Linked DNA regions of Hordeum vulgare: region 1 is linked to region 2. A link is a contact called in public Hi-C data. All regions are on one chromosome and are shown on one strand. Each heading gives the region's core, a stretch centred on a gene start, on an enhancer-like site or on the middle of the called end of the contact. The rest is flanking DNA. Distances are from core to core; before and after follow the strand shown.

Region 1 (7,548 bases), core at 2,358-4,857, 250 kb after region 2:
TGTCTTCTTTTAAATAAGAGAAGGCAAAGCCTTTTTTTCGAGTTCTTTCTTCTCCACCTTATCATTTATTTTATATGGCACTCTTAAGATAGCACCATTGTTCAATCCCCGTATTCTTAAGAAAGCCTTTTTTTCGAGTTTTTTCTTCTCCACCTCATCATTTATTTTATATGAACTCGGTCGCTGCACATATGAAGGATTGGCAAGAAGTACATGGACGACCGGCTGTGGAGATCAAGCAAAAGGTGGTGCAACGATGGGAGCCCCCTGAGGAGGGATGGATTAAAGTGAATTTGGATGGGGCGGTCTCCAAGCAGGAATGGGGGTTCTGGGGGTGGTGCTGTTATTCGTGACCATCACGGAGCCTTCCTAGCTGCTACCTGCCACCACTTCTCACACATTGTTGACCCTGCATTGGCTGAGATTTTAGCATGTAAAAGGGCTCTTCAAGTGGCGACTGAGGTCAATGCTATGAGGGTGCACGTTGAGCTGGATGCGAAGGAGGGGGTGGATATGCTGAACCAGCCTCATAGGGTTCTCTCTGCGATCGGACCATGGATCGAGGAGATAAAAACAACATTTGGGATGTTTGAGGATGTGAAGATCTCATGGGCTCGGCGATCGGCGAATGGTGCTGCACATAAGTTAGCTAAAGTCGGGGTAGGCGATAAGGCTGCCCGTAATGGAAGTATCAGGCTGCTCATAGTGGAGAGTAACATATAGTAGTATCATGTATATGTTATTATTGTATGATACACCTTCATAGTGCATAGTAACATAAACTAGTATCATAGGTGATCTCATTTATTGACATGCATGACAAATAGTAGCATAGCATTTAACATGTTACGGTATGTACCTATGTTACTCTAATCCTCTCTCTCTTCTTTAATTACTTGCCACATCACCATGTTTGCTAGTCCCAAGACTCTGTTACTAGCTATGTTACCCCACTATGGCCAGCCTCATTGCAAGTATCATGCATACCAACTAGGCTTCAATACGGTGGCATAGAATTAAATGAAGAAAAAGATGGTTGAGTATCATATCATGATATTGTATCATATTAAATGATATGCTATTATGTGTCTTGCATAACAATAAATGAACTACTTTATGATACAAACATATGATATTATGCATTATGGATGTGTTATCATAGACTAGTATCATATGCATGATACTAGTATATGATACTACCCATTACAACCAGCCTAAGTTATGTAAGGTTTGGTTGGGGGTTCCCCAAACTCTATTCTGGATGTTATTTCGGATGAAATTCCGACAAACCACGATTAAATAAAGCGGCAGCATTTCATCTCAAAAAAAAAATCCCCATACTGTAGAGCGGCAGAGATGATGTCCGTTGCCTTTAAAACACCATCAAGCGATTGCGCCGCACCACACGGACCACGACCCCTGTCATTTACGTGGGTTCACAGTGCAACGGACGGGGTCAGCACGTTGCTGCCTGCCTGGTCGCGGCCCCGCTATGGTAGTGGTACTACACCACCGAGTTTTTCTCCGCTCGATTTCTCACTATCCGGTACAACATTCAAACGACTAACCACCCGCCCGTTCACCGTGCATTCAATCACAGAGCCGTTGTTGATCCGTTGCGAAATTAATTGACTCCAGCAATCATAGCGTTTACTTGCCGTTAGGAATTTGGTTTTAGATTTCCATTTTTTTTAGTATCAAAGATCCCGATTGAAACACAAGATATTTTGAATACATAATGAGGGGATAAAAAATCAAGTCTTACACAACTTATTCGGCCGTCCTTTCCTGGCTAGGGCATGCGTTGCATGATTCGCGCACCGCCTAGCCTAAATCACCCTAAAATCATCTTCTTGACAGAATTAACACCAGGGGCTTGCTACAAAGGAAATCTTTCCAACTATCCAATTGCTATACAGTGTCCTATGCAATATTGCCTCTACTCTTTGTTGGTACCGTGTATTGTTCTACGACTTGACAGTGTTTTATTAGAAAAAACCACCATCGCGACGGAAATACGTAGGGGCACACGCCATGCCAAGCCGTGTCCGGACGCTCGATCGCCCCTCATTACAACTTCATCCATTGGATAAAAACTTATCTCGGCATTCAATTGTGTTAAAATAAAGACCAGGGGTTCCTGATGCAAGACATTGTCATTTTCTCCGGTGCAATTACTATTACTAGCCAAAATGTGCACCACCATATTAGGACAATGCACAAACTTAACATTAGCAAAAACCCAACAAAAGGTAAGTGTATGCCTAAAGAGTGTTTGTTGTCCCGTGTATCTTACAAATTGATAAGCATTTCCATCTATGACAAATGTTTTCTCACCATCCAGGCTTTGCCATGGATATTTTGATATTGAGTTGATGGGAAACTTAGGTTCTTCGAAATGGACTAATTCTCAAAAAAGAAAATTCCACTGTTAGTTAATGCAATACAACGCTAAAATAAGATCTCAAGCTAGTTCTACAGAGTATAAAACATACTTCCGTAAATAGTATTCCATTTGTTTCTAAATACTTGTTGTTGGGAAGAACAACCGAACATTTAGCTGAGTATTTCTGAAATATTTGTTGTTTCAATCTAGCACATGGCAGACATGTTCGGCTGTTACAACCTCATGATATTGTAACTATGGTTCACATGTCTTCTGAGATGCTGCAAGCCTTCTTTCCGTAATTTTAAACACATGAATAAATGATACTTCCTCTGTTTTTAGATACTTATTGTTGAGAAGAATTAAACACAATAAATATTATGATACAAAGGGATTGTTTGTTTAATACAGGATAACATGCACATAAGTCTATTATGAGGATAACGGCTATGCAAATTATTATTATTTACGAAAAACGGTTATGCAATTTTAAAGGTACTCATTGTCAAAAGAGTAGGCTTTTATCCCTGCCTTCAGCTACGGCCTACGGTAACTTACCCTAAAAGGTTGTGCTGCAGCGTGACGACTCAACCACACGACGCACGCTTTCACTGCACAAGCCATTTCGGCATCAACACAACATATGTACATCGCTCCATGAAATGCAGTATACTAGAATTTCTAAAAGCATTTTCCTTAATTAATAAAAATGGCAGCCCTTTTACCTTGAAAAAAAAAGACTCGAACATAAGATTTGATGCTCTTGGCTTGAGTTAGTTCTTAGTCGGCACACGGCCGAGCGTGCATAGCTCATATCTGACGCATGCCGAGATGAATTCCAAAACGTATACACTTAACTGACTGTTTGACTAAGATTTTGATATGCTTATTGTAGTCTATATATATACTACTCCGTCCCAAAATTCTTGTCTTAGAATTGTCTAGATATAAATGTATCTAGTTACGTTTTCATATTTTGATACATCTATTTTTAGACAAATTTAAGATAAGAATTTTAGGGCGGAGGGAGTATATATATACTCCCTTCGTTCCTAAATATAAGTCTTTCTAAGAGTTTCATTAGTGGACTACATATGGATGTATATAGATATATATTAGGGTATAGACTCACTCATTTTGCTTCGTATGTAGACACCTAGTAAAATATCTTAAAAGACTTATATTTAGGTACGGAGGGAGTACACACGGACGGCCCGTGCAAAAGATGTGCAATGGCTTTGTACATTCGCAGGAAGGCGATGGTGGAAGCCACATTGACCGTGACCGGCGAGGTCAGGTCAGTCAGTCGCCGGCGAAATATACCCAGTTTCCTGCACTGCCCTTACTGCGGCGGCGGCGGCTGCCCGCGCGCCCGCCAGTTGGATGCTTCCCGGAGGCCGCCGGCGAGAACAGAAGGCCACCGTCGAAACGGCCCAGTCAAACCCCGCGACCCCACAACTTGACAAAGTCCACCTCCCCTCCTCATTCCCAGCCCCCTCCACAGGATCCTCTACGCCACCACGGCCCTTCACCAACCAGAGGAACACACGGCCCAGCCGCAGAAGATCCCACCACGGGGATCAGCTAGCAGCCTTCAAATACCGTGCCACCACGGGCGGCCTCCTCCATTGCTTGCTCCTCTCCTCTCCCCTTCTTCCTCCTCTCTCCGTTGCCAGAGCGTCGTCACCCAGCCATCTTCGCCGGGAAACGGGAATCACTTGTTGTTGAGACGGGCAGGATGTCTTCGCCTCCGACGGTGTCTGGAGCGGCGGCGGACGCGGCGACGGCGGGCGCGCCGGCGCAGCTGGCCATCAGCAACGGGGTGCTGCTGGCGGCGGTGATCTTCCTCTTCATGGTGGTCGTCTTCGTCTTCCTCCTCTACCTCTACGCCAAGCGCTTCCTGGGGGCCAACCCCATGCTCCACGGCGCCGGAACGGCCTCCTCGCGCTTCATCTTCGTCGGCGACTCCCCGTTCCCGCGCCGCGGCCTGCCGGCCTCCGTCCTATCGTCCCTCCCCGTCGCCGTCTACGGCGGCGGCGCCTCGCCCAAGACCCCCGGAGGCCAGGGGAGGAGGAGCGGCCGCGACGCGCTCGAGTGCGCCGTGTGCCTCTCGGAGGTGGCCGACGGCGAGAAGGTGCGGACGCTGCCCAAGTGCGCCCACCGCTTCCACGTCGACTGCATCGACATGTGGTTCCACTCCCACGACACCTGCCCGCTCTGCCGCGCCCCCGTCGGCCCCGACGCCGCCGACGGGCTCCCCCGCCTGCCGCGCGAGGACCACGCCACGCCGGAGTTCCCCACCAACGTCCTCTTCTGGGGCACCCACGACGACGTCACCAACGGCGGCCTCGGGGGGATGCCGCCGCCGCCGCCGCCAGCCCCAACGCCCCCGATCGCCGCCGCCTCCACCAGCTCCTCCGCCTCCGGGCGCAGGAAGGAGAACCTGGTGATCGATATCCCATCCCGGGCAACGGCGGTGGGCGCGGCCTCGTCCCCGGCCACGCCGCTGCCGGCGAGCGACCTCCGATCCCCGATGTCCGCCCGGCTCCGCTCGCTCCGCCGGCTCCTGAGCAGGGGCAAGCAGGCCGTGGTGGGCGCAACGTCCTCCTCCAGCCCGCGCGACATCGAGCAGGGCCTCGGCGCCGGGCGCCCGCCCAAGACGCCGCCTCCGTCGTCGAACTGATCCATCCGGCGTGGCTCTCTGACGCATTGGCTCGCCTCGCCGATCACCGGAGAGTCCATACATACATGTGTTCATTCTTTCTTCTTCCCTTGCTTCAATTTCTTTTGTCTTTCTCTCTTTCCGCCAAGGATTTTGGCCAGCAATTCTGATGTAAACAAAGGGATGTTTCGCATTGGTGCCACTGATTGGTTATTGACGTTGGTTGATGAAATTGATAAGCTTTGCTCGTACATACCGGGTTGAAACAGATTTAGGCCCTGTTTGGAACCATTCAGATTATATAATTCAGTTTTTATAATCTATTATGTTTTCAAACAGGACATCTTATGGTGTAGATTATAAAAACAAGATGGATAGATTATTAAAAACTCATAATCTACCCTATATCAGTTAAAATCAGATTATGAATTGCTAATGATCCATTACCCTTATAAAGTTGGAGATAATTACATTCCTACCACCGCCACCCTTCTCTTTTTTCAAAAAAAAAGAAAAACTGAGGGCAGGTTATTATGCAATGTAAAACCTGTATTACAGTTTATATAATCTGGCCTCCAAACATGTCCATCTAGATTATTTTTATAAACCAGATTATATAATCTATCTTCATAGTCCAGATTATCATAACCTATTATGGTTCCAAACAGCGTTTTCAGTTGAACTCTGCTTCTTCAGGCATATATGAATATGATCAGTTGAACTTTGTTTCTGACTGACTGACTGACTGTACATATGATTAGACAAGAAATTACGACCGAGTTAGTTCTGCAGCCGGAAGTCGTGAACCACATTGGACAATGGAGAAAAGGAGTAACAAGCAAGGACACACCAAATGCGCTTGCGCCGAACGACTGACAGAGGCCGGCCTATCTTTGTTCGAAAACAAATATTCAACCGTGGATTGACCAGAAAAACCAAGTGTGCAAGCGACAACCTCTGCGCTTTCTCGGCAAAGAGTTGGTTTCTGCTGACAAAGAGTTGGTTTAGAACCCCTTTCCGCATCTGCATACCCCACCCGGCCGCGTGAGGAAAGCAACTAAACTAGACTCGGCACCTGCAGCTGGCCAAAGGCGTGTCACAAGTTCCAGTGCCTTGAAGCATCGCCTCTTCCCAAATCCCAAGCCTAAAAATTCGAAATTCCGAACCAGTTTGTTTCCGAGCTTCAAACACTGCGATGACAGGGTGAAAAGTTTACCGGTAGCTTGTCGTTTCGAAGTTTCTTCCGTCCATCGGAGCAGTTCTCTTTCTTTACCCGTTTGTTTGAGCTTTGCCGATCAAACACGCCACGGTGACCGCGTGTTGACGGTTGACACGAGGGACGCGCAGGGGGGGGTACAATACTTTGACTTTTTTACTTAGATTAATCAAATCACATACACACGTCCTGGTTAAGTGGTTATGCTTCACTTGTTTATGAACCTCTTCTTTTTTCTAAGACAAGTTGCACTTGAGGATGGATGAACTAAAATCTATAATCTTACATGCATGCATTACTGCTCAGCATGCCTCTTTCCGGGCAACAAGCACATACATACAAGATTTTTTCTAATACAAGTTGGTTTCATAAACTTGTCTAGGAAGTAGTAGTAGTAGCACACGTTCGGGCATTACCGCCCTGCATTTCCCGGCAACGAACGAGCACCCGGTCTATGAAATTAAACATGTGTTGTATATCTATATACTAGTACTACATCGTCATTGTATATGCAGTTCTAATGTGCTTGGGATGATTGCGTGGTTAAGTCGTGCGATCCAATCTCTTGGAATGATTAGGGTTGCCGCGATTAGTCGTGTCTCGCGCAGCCATAGTGGATTCGAGGCATCCCGTCCCATCGAATGGAAAAGGTCAGAGTGCTTCCGCGGGCGGCTAAATCCCCGATCCTCAGGCATTGTTTGGTACTAGTGTTTTGAGGAAATTGACGGGGATAATCCTCTAAGGATTGGATGAAACCCCAACCTTTACCCAATCCCTTCAAATCTCCATTTATCCCCAATACACTAGGTAGGGGTAATGTATTGGGTATTAAGAAAAATGCACTATAATTTAGGGATTTGAGAGGAAATGTGGGGATAAAACATGTCAAATACACTAGAACCAAATAATGTTATAGGATGTGTGGTAATTTAGGGGTTTGACCGGGATAATCTTCATAAATTCCCTAAAATACACTAGTACCAAACAAGGCCTCAACGAGGGCTAGGTCCCCTCCGGCATCACTTTCTGAAGCTTCCTTGCCGTTTCTACGTGCTTAGGCTGTCGTGTCTACGTAGTCCTCCCCCTCGATCCATCCATCCATCCCCGAGTGGATAACCTACGTGTGAGCAGAGTTTTGATACTTAGTGTATAATATCCTTTAAGCAGATTGACCCCGATACATTTTGCCACGTTCGTTATGATTAGCTGCCGATGATCCGGGTGTAGCGTGGCAGTAGTGTGTGGTTCTCTGCTGTATCTCGTAACTCGACATGCGTGCGTGAG
Region 2 (6,450 bases), core at 757-3,256:
CGGCCCACCATTGGCCAAGCACGACACATGCTAAACGGGTCGTGTCTGGGCTTGGAGGTTAGCCATGCGGGCCGACACGAGACGACCCGTTTTAAAAAAAAACATATAAATATACATGTCCTATATAAATACCTAATACTCTAATATGTTCAATATTTTTGTAGTGGTTGCATATTATTGTAGTGGTTGGGATATGAGTAGTTGTACCGTTGTAGTGTAGTCTTGGTATTTTTTTAAATCTTTTTTCATTCTAGAGCATCTTTTGTATTTTTTTTACTTCTTTGAGATGGAAAATTCTAATGATGTACTCCCTTCATTTTTAAATATAGAATTTTATAAAGATTACACTATAAACTACATACGAAGTAAAATGATTGAATCTAAACTTTAAATATGTCTATGTACATCCGTATCTAGTTCATAGTGGAATATCTAAAATGTCTTATATTTAGAAACGAAGGGAGTAAGTGCTAATAAAACTTTAAATTTATCCCAAATAATAATTCACAGAATGTTTTTCAATTTTCAACATTTGTTTGTTTTTTTCTCCTATTTTTCTAAGGTATTCATGAAAATAAAACGTGCCCGCATGTGCCTCAGGCCGCGTTCGAATTCCCTCCGCTTGGCGACTCCGCGCCGGAGTGGAGTGACGTTCAGTTACAGTTTATGGAGCCAGGGCCGGCCCTGGGGAGGGACAAGAAGTGCGACGCCCTAGGGCCCAGCCTAATGAGGGGCCCCAACTTGTGTGATACGTAACTACGTATGATATACTATACAACCCATTGTTTTATTGCTCAACCAATCATTTCTTCTCAGTAGAATAGAAGTACTACCATACTCAGCACATGGATCGTGAGAGTAGCCAGCTTCAAGTTTCATCGATCTAGAGGATGTTTGGATCCAAGGGATTAAAACTAGCCTGACTAAAAATAGTCTCTTTAAAAGGCTAAAGTTTCAAGTACCCCTCACTAAAGAGGGGCTAAAATAGTCTTGAGACTGAATTTTTTTAGTCAGGGGTACCCCTACTAAATGTGGATTAGTCATCTCTCTCCTTATTTAACTCCTCTCCTTTAACACATGCAAGTTCTGGATTGGAGGGTTTGAAGGATAATAAATGCTCATTAACTTGATTTTAGTCTCTTTAGTATTTGGATTCAAACATGAGTGAGGCTAGCAAGTTTTAGTCCCACTACTTTTAGTCATGTGACTAAAACGTATCCAAACACCCTCCTAATAACCAGCCACAGGCGCTGTTTCTTCTCCCCTCGTCTCTCTTCTCGTTCTCCGTTATGCTCCTTTTTCGAAGCACCTAGCCCTGATTATGACTGGTTCCTTTGATTACCCGTAATTTTTTCATCGTTACCAGTACCTTATGGATTTCTCTTTTTTTTTCTACAGCTCCCTCCATATATATAAGTACACCCATCCTATGAGCTCCCTACATTTGTTCAGTCTGTTTTCTATTTGATCTCTGTATTGCTAATTTAATTTTGGCTCTTCCAACGATTCAGGTGTCCTCCCTCCTTTCCAGTATACTATAACCTAATCCGTTGTTTGTCAAGAATTTTACCATGTCCATGTCCATGTCCATTGTGTATTATGCGACCGTATTTGCTAATAAATTCTTAGTACCATTATTTAGTTGTTGAAATCACATAAAATTTTGTGATATAATTCTGTTCAAATGAAATTATTCACTATGTATGTCTTTATAGGCCCAGTTTTCAAGTTCGCGCCGGGCCTCGGAAAACTCAGGACCGAGGAGCTGGTTAAAGTGCGCTCCGCACGCTCCGCTTCAGAAGCGTTGTCGAACAGCCACTAAGCGTGCCGCGGGCCGGGCCATTTACCTCCCGTGCCGCGTGCTTGGGCTGCTGCGTGCAGCCCGTGGGCCGTCACGGCACGGCCAGGCTATTAATCGTGCCCTGGCGGGCCGTCCCGTGCTGGGCCGACCCGTTTGGACAGCTTTGCGAAGAAAGGGACTGAGAGTAGGAGAAGGGAAAAACGAACGCCCGTCATATAACTGAGCAGCACTCGACAGACCGACCCCGCCGCCGCTCGCCGTCGCCGGAGGAGGAACAGGAGCCAACGCGATGGCGCCGGAGCCAGAAGACGATCTCATGAGCGAGAAGAACCCCAGGCCTCTCGACGAGGACGACATCGCCCTCCTCAAGACCTACGTAAGCGCCTCCCTCCCTCCCCCCACACCGGACCGATCTGTCCCGCGCGTCTAGGCCGGAGCCCTCGGCGCCAAGGGTTCGGCTTTTCAGCGTTGGGCTGCTGCTCGGCGTAGATCTAGGGTTTTCGACTCTGCCGTGTGTATTCGGCGGAAACTGTTGGCCCTGCGGCTCGTGTCGTTGCGATTTCTGTGCGGGGAGGTGGATTTTTTTTTTAAACACGGGAGAAGAATGTCTGGTTTGGATTCTCGTGCTGTACAGCGAGATGCATGTGCTGCTTGTTGAATTGTACCATGTCGATTTGGGTGCAATTTTCTAATGTTTGGATGGATGGCTTGCTTTCTACAGGGGCTTGGACCCTACTCGAACAGCATCAAGAAGGTCGAGAAGGATATAAAGGAGATGGCCAAGAAGATCAACGACCTGTGCGGTACGTGCGTCCACATCGATGTCCTCTGACCAGTGACCAGACCACCCCTTGATCCTGGGACTAGGGTTAGGAATAGGATGATCAAACATATACAATTGCATTCCCAAGTTCTCACCGGTTTTGGCTAGTCTGATTGCTGCCTGTACCAGTTTTCCGGTTCTAAGTGCCTCTTGGCGATTCCACCTTGTTGCATTGGATCTAGCTCATTTCACGTTTAATTTGATTGCAGGGATAAAGGAGTCTGATACTGGATTGGCTCCACCAAGTCAGTGGGATCTTGTATCAGATAAACAGATGATGCAAGAGGAGCAGCCACTGCAGGTGAATTAGCATGATGTCCGCTTTAACCTTCCGCAGAATGCATAGAATTAGTGGTTTTGTTGTGACCTTTGTGCTTTATCATCTCCTCCACTGTGAATTATTAATAGTCAAATAAAATCTGTTGTGAAGGTTGCTAGATGCACGAAGATTATAAGTCCCAATACTGATGATGCCAAATATGTCATCAATGTTAAACAAATCGCAAAGGTATGTCAGTGTTCTGCCATCTTAGGCCAGTCATATCTTCTGGAGGTTGAATATTGATGATGTTTACTTTGGGGATATTGCAGTTTGTGGTCGGCTTAGGTGATAAAGTTTCCCCCACTGATATCGAGGAAGGGATGAGAGTTGGGTAAGTTGTCTGTTCTCTCTAATGAGTACTTATATGGCATCTTCCATTTGGCTGCTTTCAGAAAACTTTCTGTACCTGATTTATGCTTCGTGTCAACACCTACCCTTAGCTGTAAGGGCGAACTCCTTTTTAGTGGAAATCTGGAATTAAGTTGTTAATAACAATAGTTTTGAGTGCTAAGCCACATCCTGATAATGCAACAGGTGCTGTGGTTCTATTGCTGCAAGGGTTCATATTATGTTTTTTTACAGCAAGGGTTCATATTATGTTGTGCTTTGTGTCGACACTTTTCAGTTGACATATAGATTCTGAGCAGTTTGATTTTTAACAAGACTGAATAATCTATACCTACTAATAAAAGAAATAGGTATTCTTAGTCCGTCATGTTATTTTATGGAAAACCCCCTGATGTTTTTTACATTAAATCTATAATACATATTAAATATTTTAAAAAATACTCATATCTTCTAAACCGCAACTCCAAATTTAACATGTTATATATGGATTTTGATTAGAAAAATATGTAGAATTTGAATATGCATATTTTTTTAAAAATACTCATATCTTCTAAACCGCAACTCCAAATTTAACATGTTATATATGGATTTAGATTAGAAAAATATGTAGAATGTGAATATGATGTTATTTTACCTATTAATCATTTTAAAAATATTATCTAGGATGCAATCTTAATCAATAATGCATTATCCGTCTTCCTTTCATACTGGTACTGATTTGGATTGTGGATGAACATCTCGGCAAAATCAGGATTAGAGACGAAATTGAAGATCATTTGACCGTTTCTTTCTACGTATTAAATCTACATGCAAGCTTATTTAAAAGGAAGACCTGTGAAATCTTGAACTGCGTTTTTGTAGGCTAAAATCGTCTTTGTTCGGGTCGTAGCTACAAATACTCAAATTTTAGACCACTTTTTATAAATTAAGAGTGTGTGGTATTGCTTTTTCCCGTTGCAACGCACGGGTCCTTTTCCTAGTAATGATAATAGATTTAAGGGTAAGGCTAACAGCACTGGTATGTAAAAAAGACAAGTACTACTTCTCACTGAGCATCTTTAACATAAATCTCAAACTGAACTGTAGATGTTATTCAGCACTAGGATTTGGCATGCCACACTAAAAAAGCCAGCAACAAGTTTTGCGTTTTCTCTTCTAGCAGCAAGGAGCGGGGGCAATAGTATGTTTCTGTACGTTTTCCTTTTACAACTTGAGAGCGTAATTGCATATGTTGGTCTGTATATCTGTGTATAACATGGCAACATAAGGCCACTAAAATTGGCTATGTTTTAGTCTGAGGCTGTTTGTATGAGTGCATATGTTTAGGGTAGGATGCTTGAGCACAAGGTGAGACACATAAGATAGCCATACATTCTTCCAGAAATGTATGATTCGTAACTGGTGTTATGTACCATTGTCGTGCTTTACGCTCGTTCTATTCTTATTGGTTCATATATAGGATCACCAAAGTTTGTTGCATAATACATCTTATTGTGCTTGACTTGTTTTTGAATTAGTTGCATTATATGTTGATTCTCCTCCTGTGTATTATGCAGGGTTGATCGAAACAAGTACCAGATACAAATCCCTTTGCCACCCAAGATTGATCCTAGTGTTACAATGATGACAGTTGAAGAAAAGCCGGATGTGACATATAATGATGTTGGTGGCTGTAAGGATCAGATTGAGAAGATGCGGGAGGTTGTGGAGCTTCCTATGCTCCATCCCGAGAAGTTTGTCAAGCTGGGTATTGATCCTCCAAAGGGAGTACTTTGCTATGGCCCTCCAGGAACTGGAAAGACACTTCTTGCCAGGGCAGTGGCTAATCGCACAGACGCATGTTTTATCCGCGTGATAGGAAGCGAGTTAGTTCAGAAGTATGTTGGTGAAGGGGCAAGGATGGTTCGTGAACTCTTCCAGATGGCTCGGTCAAAGAAGGCATGCATTGTCTTCTTTGACGAGGTTGATGCCATTGGTGGTGCTCGCTTTGACGACGGTGCTGGTGGTGACAACGAGGTCCAGCGCACCATGCTCGAGATTGTCAATCAGCTGGATGGTTTTGATGCGAGAGGAAACATCAAGGTCCTCATGGCTACCAACAGGCCTGATACGTTGGACCCGGCACTGTTGCGTCCAGGGCGGTTGGACAGGAAGGTCGAGTTTGGCTTGCCTGATCTGGAGGGCCGCACCCAGATCTTCAAGATCCACACCCGCGCGATGAACTGCGAGCGGGACATCCGGTTTGAGCTGCTGGCTCGCCTCTGCCCCAACTCCACTGGTAAGAGTCTAGTATTCTGGCATGGCACGAGTCCCACATGATCTGATCCCATGCCTTGTGTGTCATGAGCAACAGTCTTCTCATGTATCCCTGTCTGTCTCTTTGTGTGTCGCAACAGGTGCCGATATCCGGAGTGTGTGCACAGAGGCTGGCATGTACGCTATCCGCGCGCGGAGGAAAACTGTCACGGAGAAGGATTTCTTGGACGCAGTCAACAAGGTCATTAAAGGTTATCAAAAGTTCAGCGCCACGCCGAAGTACATGGTCTATAACTAGATAGCGCGACGTTAGCTCCCTGTGTGTCTGCCACTGGGGCCTTCTTCTAGGGGATTGTTGTTTGTTGCTCTGCCTTCTTTCCTTGTCCAATAGAAACTTTTGAGGCGTTTTCTGCATCATATGTTACTGTGGATGGTACGAAGTTTGAAATGTCAAACTGGAAGGAAGGAAGGATGACGATGACGACGATGCCATTTTCTTCTCTCGCACTGTTTGCTGCATCGCATATGTTAATTCGATAGTATAAAGTTGAGTCATTTATTTTGAAACAGAGGGAGCATAATATATGTCCTCCTCATGTTTCATTGCTGCTCTTTTCTTGCGTAGCACAGCCTGTTACTGCTATGGGAGCCTGGTCTTGGTGCTGCGTGGGTGCCATGATGCACCGTTGTGATGGACGTGGAGTTCCTGCTATCGAACTCAAATGCAACCATATGAACAATAAAATTGAAAAATAGTACAGATCGAAAACGAATTTTCAATTATGAGCTCAGGCTCATGCACCCGGTGGATAATAAATTCAAAAACAATACTAGAATAGTTCTAAAAAAACAAACTGATTTTTTGTGTGGAGAAAGATGGCTGAGTGGACAGTGCTAACT

What was found. Hi-C and Micro-C count contacts between places; a contact is called where the count stands out from the background.
Region 1: a Hi-C map of leaf shows a contact between it and region 2, with 5 times the contacts expected there. The contact joins the promoter of LOC123410299 here to the promoter of LOC123407848 in region 2. A contact is called at or near these places in 3 of 6 Hi-C or Micro-C datasets (all in leaf) and 1 of 1 datasets of contacts at active chromatin or transcription factors (embryo).

Annotation. Positions count from the first base shown.
Region 1 is chr7H:64,853,705-64,861,252 of MorexV3_pseudomolecules_assembly, forward strand. LOC123410299 (RING-H2 finger protein ATL3-like) reads left to right here and starts at 3,608. Exons shown (of 1, transcript XM_045103219.1): 1 at 3,608-5,280. The coding sequence starts at 4,125. The coding sequence ends at 5,069.
Region 2 is chr7H:64,608,504-64,614,953 of MorexV3_pseudomolecules_assembly, forward strand. LOC123407848 (26S proteasome regulatory subunit 7A) reads left to right here and starts at 2,007. Exons shown (of 7, transcript XM_045101077.1): 1 at 2,007-2,177; 2 at 2,523-2,604; 3 at 2,834-2,925; 4 at 3,055-3,132; 5 at 3,216-3,277; 6 at 4,851-5,572; 7 at 5,691-6,117. The coding sequence starts at 2,091. The coding sequence ends at 5,848.